2 separate regions of the Gasterosteus aculeatus genome follow, and region 2 is linked to region 1. Evidence: chromatin contacts called from public Hi-C data. All regions are on one chromosome and are shown on one strand. Each heading gives the region's core, a stretch centred on a gene start, on an enhancer-like site or on the middle of the called end of the contact. The rest is flanking DNA. Distances are from core to core; before and after follow the strand shown. Region 1 overlaps serinc4 (serine incorporator 4). Region 2 overlaps crtc3 (CREB regulated transcription coactivator 3).

Evidence for each region. A called contact is a pair of places that touch in the nucleus more often than the background predicts.
Region 2: a contact with region 1 is called in a Hi-C map of skeletal muscle, with 3 times the contacts expected there. The contact joins two enhancer-like sites. A contact is called at or near these places in 3 of 6 Hi-C or Micro-C datasets (skeletal muscle and whole body).

What each region holds. Positions count from the first base shown.
Region 1 is chr12:23,726,389-23,732,267 of fGasAcu3.hap1.1, reverse strand. serinc4 (serine incorporator 4) reads right to left here. Exons shown (of 11, transcript XM_040164156.2): 2 at 2,851-3,018; 3 at 2,166-2,344; 4 at 952-1,031; 5 at 591-684; 6 at 1-169. Among protein-coding and RNA genes, the nearest start is that of serinc4, 10 kb to the right of the region's middle. Within about 2 kb of position 2,182, at least 1 of the 9 cell types and tissues checked has open chromatin away from gene starts, as enhancers often do.
Region 2 is chr12:23,764,042-23,769,920 of fGasAcu3.hap1.1, reverse strand. crtc3 (CREB regulated transcription coactivator 3) reads left to right here. Exons shown (of 14, transcript XM_078085928.1): 14 at 1-1,613. It overlaps LOC120830695 (a long non-coding RNA gene), which reads right to left. Exons shown (of 2, transcript XR_005713934.2): 2 at 1,935-2,270. Among protein-coding and RNA genes, the nearest start is that of adamtsl5, 6.1 kb to the right of the region's middle. Within about 2 kb of position 2,335, at least 6 of the 9 cell types and tissues checked have open chromatin away from gene starts, as enhancers often do.

The DNA.
Region 1 (5,879 bases), core at 933-3,432:
GCAGAGCGCCAGGTTGATCCACAGCAGCACCTTGTTGAAGTGGCAGGCGACGGGGTGCGTGTAGTACTTGTACATGAAGGTGAAGGCCATGGTGGCGATGGTGTAGAACAAGAGGGTGGCGCACATCACCGCCAGGTACCAACGCTTGTTCTCTGCCGCTCCGGTCAGCCTGAGAGCCACGCGGGGGGACGAGGGACGGGGGACAGAGGGGGACGGAGGGGGACGGAGGACGGGGTGGTTACACATTTACGTCAAAAGCCATTTCCTTATGGTGCTAATTCTAGATTTCTTCATATAAAACTAAAAACACATCTATTCCTGTTTCATAATGTTACAGTTATTATTATTATTGGTATTAAGCCTGATTTATTTAGTGTCTTATTTCTTACACACAAATATTTATAATGTTCATTAGTAGGAACCATAAACTAAACCTGGAAACAACGGTTTGTGGACATTCTTGTATTTTGTTTGTCACTGGTTTGTTTCTCACACTTTATAAAATTGCAAAAAATATTATAAAATTTTATAAAATATTTTAAAAAAATCTGTTTATGTACTTGAATACACTGATATCAGCCTCCACTCACCAGTTCTTGTTCCAGGTGTGCGCAAAAGCTGTGATGAGGATGAGTTGGATGAGGATGAAGGCAAATCCTCCCACCACCCCAACGTAGTGCCAGGCTGAACGGAGACAGAGACAGACACAAAGACAGAAAGACGGGGGTCATAAATCAACGTCTCAAACACGGTGAACTCAAGATGCAGAGATTTCCCATAATAATAAGGTCCCATAATGCACGACGGCGCAGCGGTGGGTCTCTGCTGCCCCCCGGTGGGACTCGGGGGACCTGCACCATCCTCGTCCCCTCCGACCGTCCCGCCGTCCCACCAGACAAACGGGTGGTTCCCTCAGGGGGGACCCGTGTCTCCGGTGTCTCTGCTTCTCACCGTGCAGGAAGGACTCTGTCGGGATGAAGAAGGCGGCGCCGCAGGTCACCAGCAGGGTGATGAACTTCAGGAACCAGAAGCTGGAGGTCCAAAGACAACACAAGGACACAAGGTGGGGACACAAGGTCAGACGGATTCAATCCAAAGAGACGCTCTGTCTTTTTGTCTTTTAAACGTATCATGAACGCTCTGCTCCACTCCTCTTGGTCCATTTAATGCAAATGATTTTGTGATTAAGTCTGAAAATATAAAGGACTATTTGCACTGTTTTGCACTTCGTAGTTGAACAAAGTTGTGAAAACTTAATTCGGGCACGAGGGCTTTTCCACAGGCTTTATTCCCTGAGATCAGGGACACATTTTTGAAAGAAAAGGTTGGACGTCTCCATGAGATCACCGACCCTTCATGGTGGCAGATCTTCATCTCACTGATCGTCTCCACACCCTGAACAAGCGACTACAAGGCAAAGAGCCGAATCGGCATCAGCTCCTCTCGCCTCCTGACTGCTGCCGGAGTTTGGAAAAGACCTCTGACGAGACGAATGACGAGACGAATGACGCGACGAATGACGCGTCTGTTCTCTGTTGAGCATCTCGACCGCCAAACGTCCTCCTGACCGTCCAGCTGTGTGTGTGTGTGTGTGTGGCCCCCCGGGGGGGAATTAAACATGGTCGTCATTTTCACAATAATATTTTAAGGAGTTTTCTTTGAAATAATCTGTTATTTGCAGGGAGAAGTGTGAACACGTCCTCCTCCTAAGGCGCCGATTTAAATCCAACAATCCAGGCTGTCAAATCCTAATCTGAGACCCGTCAGCGCTCTAATCGACTGCAATGGAAAGTGTGACAGAGCTTTAAAGTGGGCGGGGGGGGGGGGGGCAGTGTTTCTTTAGTGGTCGCTTGCTGATGCTTTTATGATGTCTGGTTGGAATTTGTTCTATTTATTGGGTTTTCACGCCGTGATGCTGCGTTCATGGGAAACTACAATCGGTTGTATTAATGAATGTTAGTGAATCCAACACACAACAACTCTTCTTGTGCTTGATGTCTTTGTAATAATCTACAATTCCCACGTTTACAAAAGAAGAAATACGCTAAAGATTATAGACACACCTCCTCCTCTTCTCATTGGCTCAGAGACGTCGTGAGACAAACATGCACTGAATATACATGTATGTATATTGTATATATGTGTATATATGTATATAGACTGACCCGTTGTGTATCAGCGCTCTGTAGTCCTGACTGGACTTCACGTCCACCAGGAAGATGGCCATCATCAGGTAGAAGCAGGAAGTGCCGAAGCAGACTCTGTAAACCGCCGAGTAGCCCACCAGCATCTCGCAGTGGCCTCCGCCGTGCGCCTGGTCGCACACCATGTTGAAGAAAGGCACCTGGAACACACGCGCGCACGCCGACGTTTAACGCGTCCCGTGAACATCTCGCGCGCTCAGAGGAGACGTCGCGCGCCTTCATTCACACTCGCGTAAGCGCCGGTCTCTTTGAGGAGCTTTTCCCGCCAAATGATCCCGCCAAAGTTTTACGTTGGCGCTCTGACGTTAACGCCACGCACACGCACACGCACACACACACACACACACACACACACACACAAACAAACGTAACACATTTAGAACAACTAACTCGACGGGGGGGGGGTTGTTGACATGAATGGTGCGTTCAAGCTCTGCTCAGTAACATAGAGAATCGGAACAAATTCAATCTGGCAAAAAGACGTTTTTGACTGGAATAAATCCAGTTGTTCCAAGTATGTCTTTCTTTATATTACAACATCAATTATGTTTACACGTAATTGACCCCGCGGTGACCTCCGGGTCCTCTCACACGTTTGCGTACACAATGCTAACAGAGCTCAGGGGGGCCGACGCTGGAGGCTCACGTTTTCCCGGACGAGCTCGGAGACGGTGCGGGACAGCATGAGGCAGGACACGGCGCAGCTGAGGATGTGGAACAGCGTGTACATGACCCGCGTGCTGGTGGACGACTTGACCGGAGGACAGAAGGCACAGCAGAGCGAGCAGGGGGCCGGTCCACAGCAGCAGCATATCTGATATGACACAAACAAATACAGGAGGCCGATATCATGCACAATACGCACCGATCAGTTTCATCAAGTATTATGAAGTATTATCCGTTAGATTCATTTTGCTTCTTGTGTCCAGCGTTTTTAAATCACACTTGTTATTCGTTTCTCTTGTGAAACATTTTAAGCTGCATTCCTCAGGGACGACACCTTTGAATATACGTGTTATTCCTTCACTGTAATCATCTGTTGTGATTCCACTGGGATGCTGACTAATGAGACGCTGGTCTTCTATGGTCCTGTTCTTCCTCAACATGTTCCCTCCAGTGTTGCGATGAAGGAGAACTAGTTCAGATCTTTTAGTTTGTTCGTATCAGAAAGCTTTTGTCAGGGGTGCTGGTGGAAGGCAGGACTCAAACGCAGAGTTCAAACAGGAACACAAAGGACTTTAATAGTCAATGGTCAAAAAACACAGGAACCGGGAGCAAAAGCACACAGACGAGAAACTATGGGCATCCAAGACAAAGACAGGACATGCGTGGCTAAAGACAATGACGCGACAAGTGACACAGGAGACACATGGCTTAAATACACAAGGGAGGTGCAGGTGATTGGACACAGGTGGAAACTATTAGACGATCACAGGGGATGACGGGACAAGGCAGGAAGTGAAGTTACCCGGGGACACGAGTGGCAGAAAACTACAAAATACAACAGGAAGTGAAACCACACCGTGACAGTACCCCCCCTCAAGGACCGACTTCCAGGCGGCTCACACTAGAGCAAAACAAGGGGTGGGGGGGCAGGGAAACCAGAGACGTTGGTCGGACCACCCGGGAAACTCTGGCGGGCGGCCCTACGGGTGGCCAGACGAGCGGGGAGCCTCTGGGGGTCGGCCCGGCGGGCGGTCACCAAGCCGGCTCCGGAGCGGCGACTGCAGGGCACAGAACGTCTCTAGAATGGCAGGCTCGGGGACACGGGAAACCTCCGGGGTCGGCGGCGGCAGCTCGGGGACACTGAACACCTCCGCGGTTGTCGCCGTCGGCTCGGGGACACGGAACACCTCCGCGGTTGTCGCCGTCGGCTCGGGGACACGGAACACCTCCGCGGTTGTCGCCGTCGGCTCGGGGACACGGAACACCTCCGCGGTTGTCGCCGTCGGCTCGGGGACACGGAACACCTCCGCGGTTGTCGGCTCCAGCTCGGGGACAGGGAACACCTCCGTAGTCGGCTCCAGCTCGGGGACAGGGAACACCTCCGTAGTCGGCTCCAGCTCGGGGACACGGAACACCTCCGTAGTCGGCTCCAGCTCGGGGACACGGAACACCTCCGTAGTCGGCTCCAGCTCGGGGACACGGAACACCTCCGCAGTCGGCGGCGGCTCAGCCCCCCCCATAACCCACCCCATAGCCCCCCCCTCAAGGGCCGGATCCCAGACGGCCCTCAAATCACCAACGGGAGGGTGGGAGAGGACCATGGGATGGGAGGGAGGGAGCCTGAGTCTCTGAGCGGGGACTGGGGGCGTCGGGGCCATGAGTCTCGGAGCGGGGACTGGCCGAGTCGGGGGCATGAGTCTCGGAGCGGGGACTGGCCGAGTCGGGGGCATGGAACGTGGGGCCGGTACTGGCCGAGTCGGGGGCATGGAACGTGGGGCCGGTACTGGCCGAGTCGGGGGCATGGAACGTGGGGCCGGAACTGGTCGGGTCGGGGGCATGGAACCTGGCGCCGGAACTGGTCGGGTCGGGGGCATGGAACGTGGTGCCGGAACTGGTCGGGTCGGGGGCATGGAACGTGGCGCCGGAACTGGTCGGGTCGGGGGCATGGAACGTGGCGCCGGAACTGGTCGGGTCGGGGGCATGGAACGTGGTGCCGGAACTGGTCGGGTCGGGGGCATGGAACGTGGTGCCGGAACTGGTCGGGTCGGGGGCATGGAACGTGGCGCCGGAACTGGTCGGGTCGGGGGCATGGAACGTGGTGCTGGTACCGGGGGCATGGATCGTGGCGCTGGCTCGGGGGTCGGGGACATGGATCGTGGCGCTGGCTCGGGGGGCGGGGACATGGATCGTGGCACTGGCTCGGGGGGCGGGGACATGGATCGTGGCACTGGCTCGGGGGTCGGGGGCATGGATCGTGGCACTGGCTCGGGGGTCATGGGCTTGGGTCGGGAGGCCGGGACGGGAATCTGCCTCGGCCCAGCGCGGGACATCTTGCGCTGCGACCGAGCGGGGTCGGGAAGTCGCTGCGGCCCAGCGCTGGACATTGCGCGCTGCGGCCGAGCGTGGGGAGCATAGGTGGCCTGTAGTCGGACCGCAAGGTCCATTACCCGCTCCCAGTGCGAATCGCCGCCAGACGACCAGGAAATGGTCTCCTCCTCTGGGGACCATGTGGGGGGCGGCGGATGGTGACCCAGATGCCTACTGAGGGCTCCAGATGGGGAGACGGAGTAGTACAAGTACCCAGCTGGAACCCCCGGGAGGACCGTTCCCCCATTACGGGCGGCCCGCTGGAGATTGCGTGGACCGCCCATTGCCAGACGGGTTCCCCTGAAGTCTTCCAGGGGAAAAAACTCTGCTGAGTCCTTCTTTGGTCGCGTCATTCTGTCAGGGGTGCTGGTGGAAGGCAGGACTCAAACGCAGAGTTCAAACAGGAACACAAAGGACTTTAATAGTCAATGGTCAAAAAACACAGGAACCGGGAGCAAAAGCACACAGACGAGAAACTATGGGCATCCAAGACAAAGACAGGACATGCGTGGCTAAAGACAATGACGCGACAAGTGACACAGGAGACACATGGCTTAAATACACAAGGGAGGTGCAGGTGATTGGACACAGGTGGAAACTATTAGACGAACACAGGGGATGACGGGACAAGGCAGGAAGTGA
Region 2 (5,879 bases), core at 1,086-3,585, 38 kb before region 1:
GTATCAGATTATTTTTTAGATGTTTATGTACATGTGTGTGCATATATACAATATATTATATACATAGATCTATATATAAATAAATATATGTAAAACCCTCAATTTCAGTCAGATTAGAATGTGTTTTCAAACGCGAGACAAAAAGGGCAAACTGTTTACAAGATGATATTTTAATAAGTAAATATTACTTAAGGATATAGATTTTTGAATTTCTAATAAAGAGATTAAATTCGAAGATATTTTAAATAAATGCTATATTTTTCCTTGATTTGGTTGGATACTCTCCGTCTCCTCGGTCCACTGGCAGAATTTTGACGGCACTGCGACCGCCTCAAATCCATCGAAAACAAAAGTCTAACTTCTTTTCTTTTTTTTTATGTGTACAGTCATTGCTGATCTTTTTATTTTACATTTTGTACCGGCTTGTAATGGCGCTTTTATTGTACTTGTGTTGTGAATAAGGGCACGCTCTGTTTCTGTGGGTTCGCCCCCCCCCCCTCCCCTCCTTCCCGGCTGTGAACATGTGGACACTGGACGTCATGTAACATTGCACTTAACCTCTTTTGCACTAATCGGTTCAACGACATGTATGTTGTTTTCTACCTGCTAACCCAAAGAAGTCGAGAGAATCCATCACTGAGGAAAGTGAGTGAACGTTTCGTCACTGCTCACATGTTAGAAACACCAGCAGCGAGTGTTTAGTTTGGATGTTAGGAAATGTATGTTTTGTAGGCTCTCGTGATCCTATGACGTTGACGTGTTTTTGCAAAGCGCTATGAGTGGTTATGTAAGTACTCAGCCACACGTGGCGGTGAGCGCCCTCTAGTGTCCCTTTCTACTGAGTCAGTTACTTTCTAAATATGTTTTTTTTTAAAGCTATGCAACTCTTTAATCAAGCGCAACCTGTTGAACAGGTCATGCAATTTTTATTTGCGCAATGTGGGAGGAGTCAAATTAGCCCTAAATCACAATATTACACGTGTCCAGTGTCCACGGTGGAAGAAGAGTCAACAAGAGCAAGTTTATACCGAAACCTTTTTTTTAATTTTTTTTTAAAGAAACTTGTTTTTTCTTTTCTTTTTTGTAAACTGCCTGCAAACAACGGTGGCACTTGTTGTTTTTCTTTTTTGTTCTGGGCCCGAAAGTGCTGAAGCTGCACTGTGTGGACGCACTTATACGTGACTATGAAATGAAGTTTATATTCGGTCTCACCTGTTTTGCTTTGTTTCCCTCTGGTTAGCTCTTAAAGACACTGCAGTTTAATTTCCCCTTTTCTCTGTTTCCTGCTGTAAACGTTCGCCTTCTGCTGCCTTACTTTATTATTTTGTGACTTTTCATATTCCCGCAGTGAGCTGCATCATAAAGTGGAATCTCTAACTCGCTTCTAGCCGCCCGTCCGTCTCTCTCCTGCTCTCACTCTTTATTTTGTTACTATTTTAGTTGCATATTAAAGAATGTACAGTTCTGTTATTTAAAGATATTTTTTGTGCACTCTTTTTTTTTTTTTTTGGTGTAATGTCATTTTATATAGATATACAAATGTTCTTGTATAATGTATGTTTATAGTGCTTCTCTTTTCTGATTTAATATACAATAAACCCTGTACCGTGTCAGGTCGCGTGAAGGTCCTTCCGGCCACCAGGTGGCAGCAGTGTGCTGGAGTTTTGCCCTTTATTCTTCTTCTTGCAGCTCTCGGAGTCGTTCCACCTGTTTAGTAGTTTGTAGTCCTTTATCTCCACAGAAGAAGAGAACAGGGGTCAGAGGTGAATGGACACATCTCTTCCCCTGAGCTCTTGATGTAAAATATGTCTTTTGTCCTCAGCCAACATAATGTTTGAGTGTTGGTAATCTAGTCAAAGGGGAGAAACTGCAAAAATGAAAAGCCCTTCGATGGAGAACTACGGCCAATTAACACCACAGAAATGAGTCAGATGTTGAGCAGTGATGTTTATTTGGTGAGATCCTGAATCAAAGTGGGTTAAGTGATGGAGACAAAGTGCTCCACAGGATTCTTTGTTCTTCTTGCAGAGCTTCAGCAGTGTAACGTCTATTGTTTCCTCCATGGATCGCAATGGAATTGTGTTACAACATCAACATCAATTTAGTTGATCGTTCATGAGAAGTGGCAGGAGTCCGGGTGACGGAGTCCGGGTGACGGAGTCCGGGTGACGGAGTCCGGTCCGTTACTCGTTGGTTTGTGGTTTCCATCTTGGATGAACAGACGCATCCATGTTGGTAGTAGACTTCTATGGGACCAGAGGAGTCGCCCCCTGGTGGAAAGAACCAAACATCAAGCTTATTCTTCACTTAATAAAGACTTTAGTGCCTGCCTGCGGATTCAAGGCACACGCATGTATGTATGTGTATGTACATGTGTATACACACACACACACTGTGTGTGGGGACGGTATCGTCCAGCAGATGGACAGTGTGGGCTGCTGTACGTCGGCCAAACCCTCGAACTCTGAAAGCAATCTGGGAGTGAGTTCCCAAAACAACGCACGCACACATACATACGGACGCACACACACACACACACACACACTTACACACAGTGATGCAGCTGAACAGATAATCACAGTCATCAGTCAGAGCTGGAGTTGGTCCACACAGGGAGTCTGGGCAGGTCAGGATGCCAGCCTCAAATTCCTGTGTGTGTGTGTGTGTGTGTGTGTGTGTGTGTGTGTGTGTACACTCACCATCCAGCTGGTGGGAACCTGACGTAGAACTGAATCGAGCTGCTGCCTGAAAGTAATTCATGAGCTCTGACTGCAAACTGCTTTTATTGTTCAGTCTGAATTCATTTTCATTTTTTTCACTAAACCCGGTTCACACAGAGCATCAGGACTACACTGAACCCGGTTCACACAGAGCATCAGGACTACACTGGACCCGGTTCACACAGAGCATCAGGACTACACTGAACCCGGTTCACACAGAGCATCAGGACTACACTGAACCCGGTTCACACAGAGCATCAGGACTACACTGAACCCGGTTCACACAGAGCATCAGGACTACACTGAACCCGGTTCACACAGAGCATCAGGACTACACTGAACCCGGTTCACACAGAGCATCAGGACTACACTGGACCCGGTTCACACAGAGCATCAGGACTGCACTGAACCCGGTTCACACAGAGCATCAGGACTACACTGAACCCGGTTCACACAGAGCATCAGGACTACACTGAACCCGGTTCACACAGAGCATCAGGACTACACTGAACCCGGTTCACACAGAGCATCAGGACTACACTGAACCCGGTTCACACAGAGCATCAGGACTACACTGAACCTGGTCCCGACTCAATAATCCCTTTCACGAAGGCCTTGTAATCTTCAGTTTTCTCTTCAGAGTGTCGACCTGCTGCAACGATTATTTTCACTCTGATGTTTCATTTCTCAGCGTCGTGTTCATCCACCATCTTTGCTGAGCTGGTAACAAGGTGCCTCTTCTTCTCTTCACAGCTTCTTTCTGCTTCACTTGCAATTCTTCTATTTCCACCACTGAGATGTGGTTAGCAGTGCAGCTTTGAGGTTTAGCGCTGATGTCGAGGAGAAACCGCTTTCCTTTTAGCCTTGTCGTGCTCTTCAAGCACCTTGAGCTTTGCACTGGATTTCGCAATAGTATCAATGTTTAGTTGTTCCAATTTAACCTTTATCTGCACTTCTTCGAGTTCAAGTGCTTGTTTCCTTAATGCAGACAGCACACGGTTACTCGTTCTGCGACGTCTTTCTTTCTCCTCGGCATTAACGTCACACTGTTCGCCTTCATTTGCTAAATTATTTCCAGCGGCGCGGTTTTTGCTTTCCTACTTTTTTCCACATTGCAGACCACCAGTTTTCTCCTACGGGTGCTGATCCTACCAAATACATGTTGATCTGCTTGACCTTCATCTTCATCCAATAAAGCTACAACTTCAGCATTAACATCCTCAAACGCTTTGAACGCTTTGCTAAACTTTTGATTAAGCATATTTTCTACTTTCTTCACATCTGTGTCATTAATTTTAAGTTTTCATCTTGGCTGAAGCTCTTTCAGTGGCCTTTGGCGCCCTCTTGTGGTCAGAACCCTGTGTGTGTGTGTGTGTGTGTGTGTGTGTGTGTGTGCATTTTGAGGATTAACTGCATCAACAAACAGTTACTAAGCTAATGAGTTGTGCAATGACTCAATGAGCCGCGTGCAGCACGCTGAGAAGAGTAAAATCTCTCGTGACCTCTGAACCTTCCTGTCTGCGTCCGTCTGAGACAGAACGGTATGCGTCCCTTCAGGGACACACAGCAGAGACGGGGGGGGCGGGGTTTATGCCACACGTTAAATTGATTGAATGTTTGAAAGTAGGGTACATTTCTGGCATGAAAAAGCATTATTAATAATACCATAAGAGGAGTTCATATACTGGTTGGTTGTGGGGGGTCATTTGTGAGGCACAAGCCTTCACAGATAGAACCAAAGGTAAAGGACTAGTTGGCCGCGTTGGATGTGTTTAGTGAGGGAGTTACATTACGTAAATTGTAATCTATTGTGTTGACACGATATCATTGGCAAAGGCCGAGGAGGAAACCAGAAGGATCCTGAACAGAAGTGTTTGCCGGCGTTATGTGACTCGTGTTTTAGCAGCACGCCGCTGTTTGCTTCCCGTCCAGTAAATGTAGTTGGTGGTATTTACTGGAGGCTGCTGTGTGTGTGTGTGTGTGTGTGTGTGTGTGTGTGTGTGTGTGTTATTCTCTCTCTGCCGCCAGCTGTTCTTTTTGTTCCGTCTTCTGCATTTAAAGCAGAACCCTCGGCCCTCCGGGTCGCTCGCTTCTGACACAGCTGCTCGGTCGGCCCCCGCGTACGGAACCGCGGGGACGCCGCCTCCACCTGTACGTCCACGTGGTGCACGGGTGACGGAGGGCAGCTCCAGATGGAAGCAGGAGGTTCCTGCAGGCTCTCCTGAAGACGCTGATCCACGTTGATGCCGTCACCTTGTTGCGAGTGTAAACAGTCGGAGTTCTCATAACTTATATCTTCTTCTTCTTCGTTTTTTTTGGAGTGGGGCTGAACTCTGAATGTGAACAAAATAAAATGTATTCAATCAATCTCCTCAAGACAGTTTTAGTATTAATTTGCTGCTCTACGTGATTATTATATTTCATACAGATGACTCCTCTGCTCCCATAGACGTCTATGAGGAAATGACTCTTCTCTGTAGTGACCAGCAGGGGGCGACTCCTCTGCTCTCATAGACGTCTATGAGGAAATGACTCTACTTCTCTGTAGTGACCAGCAGGGGGCGACTCCTCTGCTCCCATAGACGTCTATGAGGAAATGACTCTACTTCTCTGTAGTGACCAGCAGGGGGCGACTCCTCTGCTCCCATAGACGTCTATGAGGAAATGACTCTTCTCTGTAGTGACCAGCAGGGGGCGACTCCTCTGCTCCCATAGACGTCTATGAGGAAATGACTCTTCTCTGTAGTGACCAGCAGGGGGCGACTCCTCTGCTCTCATAGACGTCTATGAGGAAATGACTCTACTTCTCTGTAGTGACCAGCAGGGGGCGACTCCTCTGCTCCCATAGACGTCTATGAGGAAATGACTCTTCTCTGTAGTGACCAGCAGGGGGCGACTCCTCTGCTCCCATAGACGTCTATGAGGAAATGACTCTTCTCTGTAGTGACCAGCAGGGGGCGACTCCTCTGCTCTCATAGACGTCTATGAGGAAATGACTCTACTTCTCTGTAGTGACCAGCAGGGGGCGACTCCTCTGCTCCCATAGACGTCTATGAGGAAATGACTCTTCTCTGTAGTGACCAGCAGGGGGCGACTCCTCTGCTCCCATAGACGTCTATGAGGAAATGACTCTTCTCTGTAGTGACCAGCAGGGGGCGA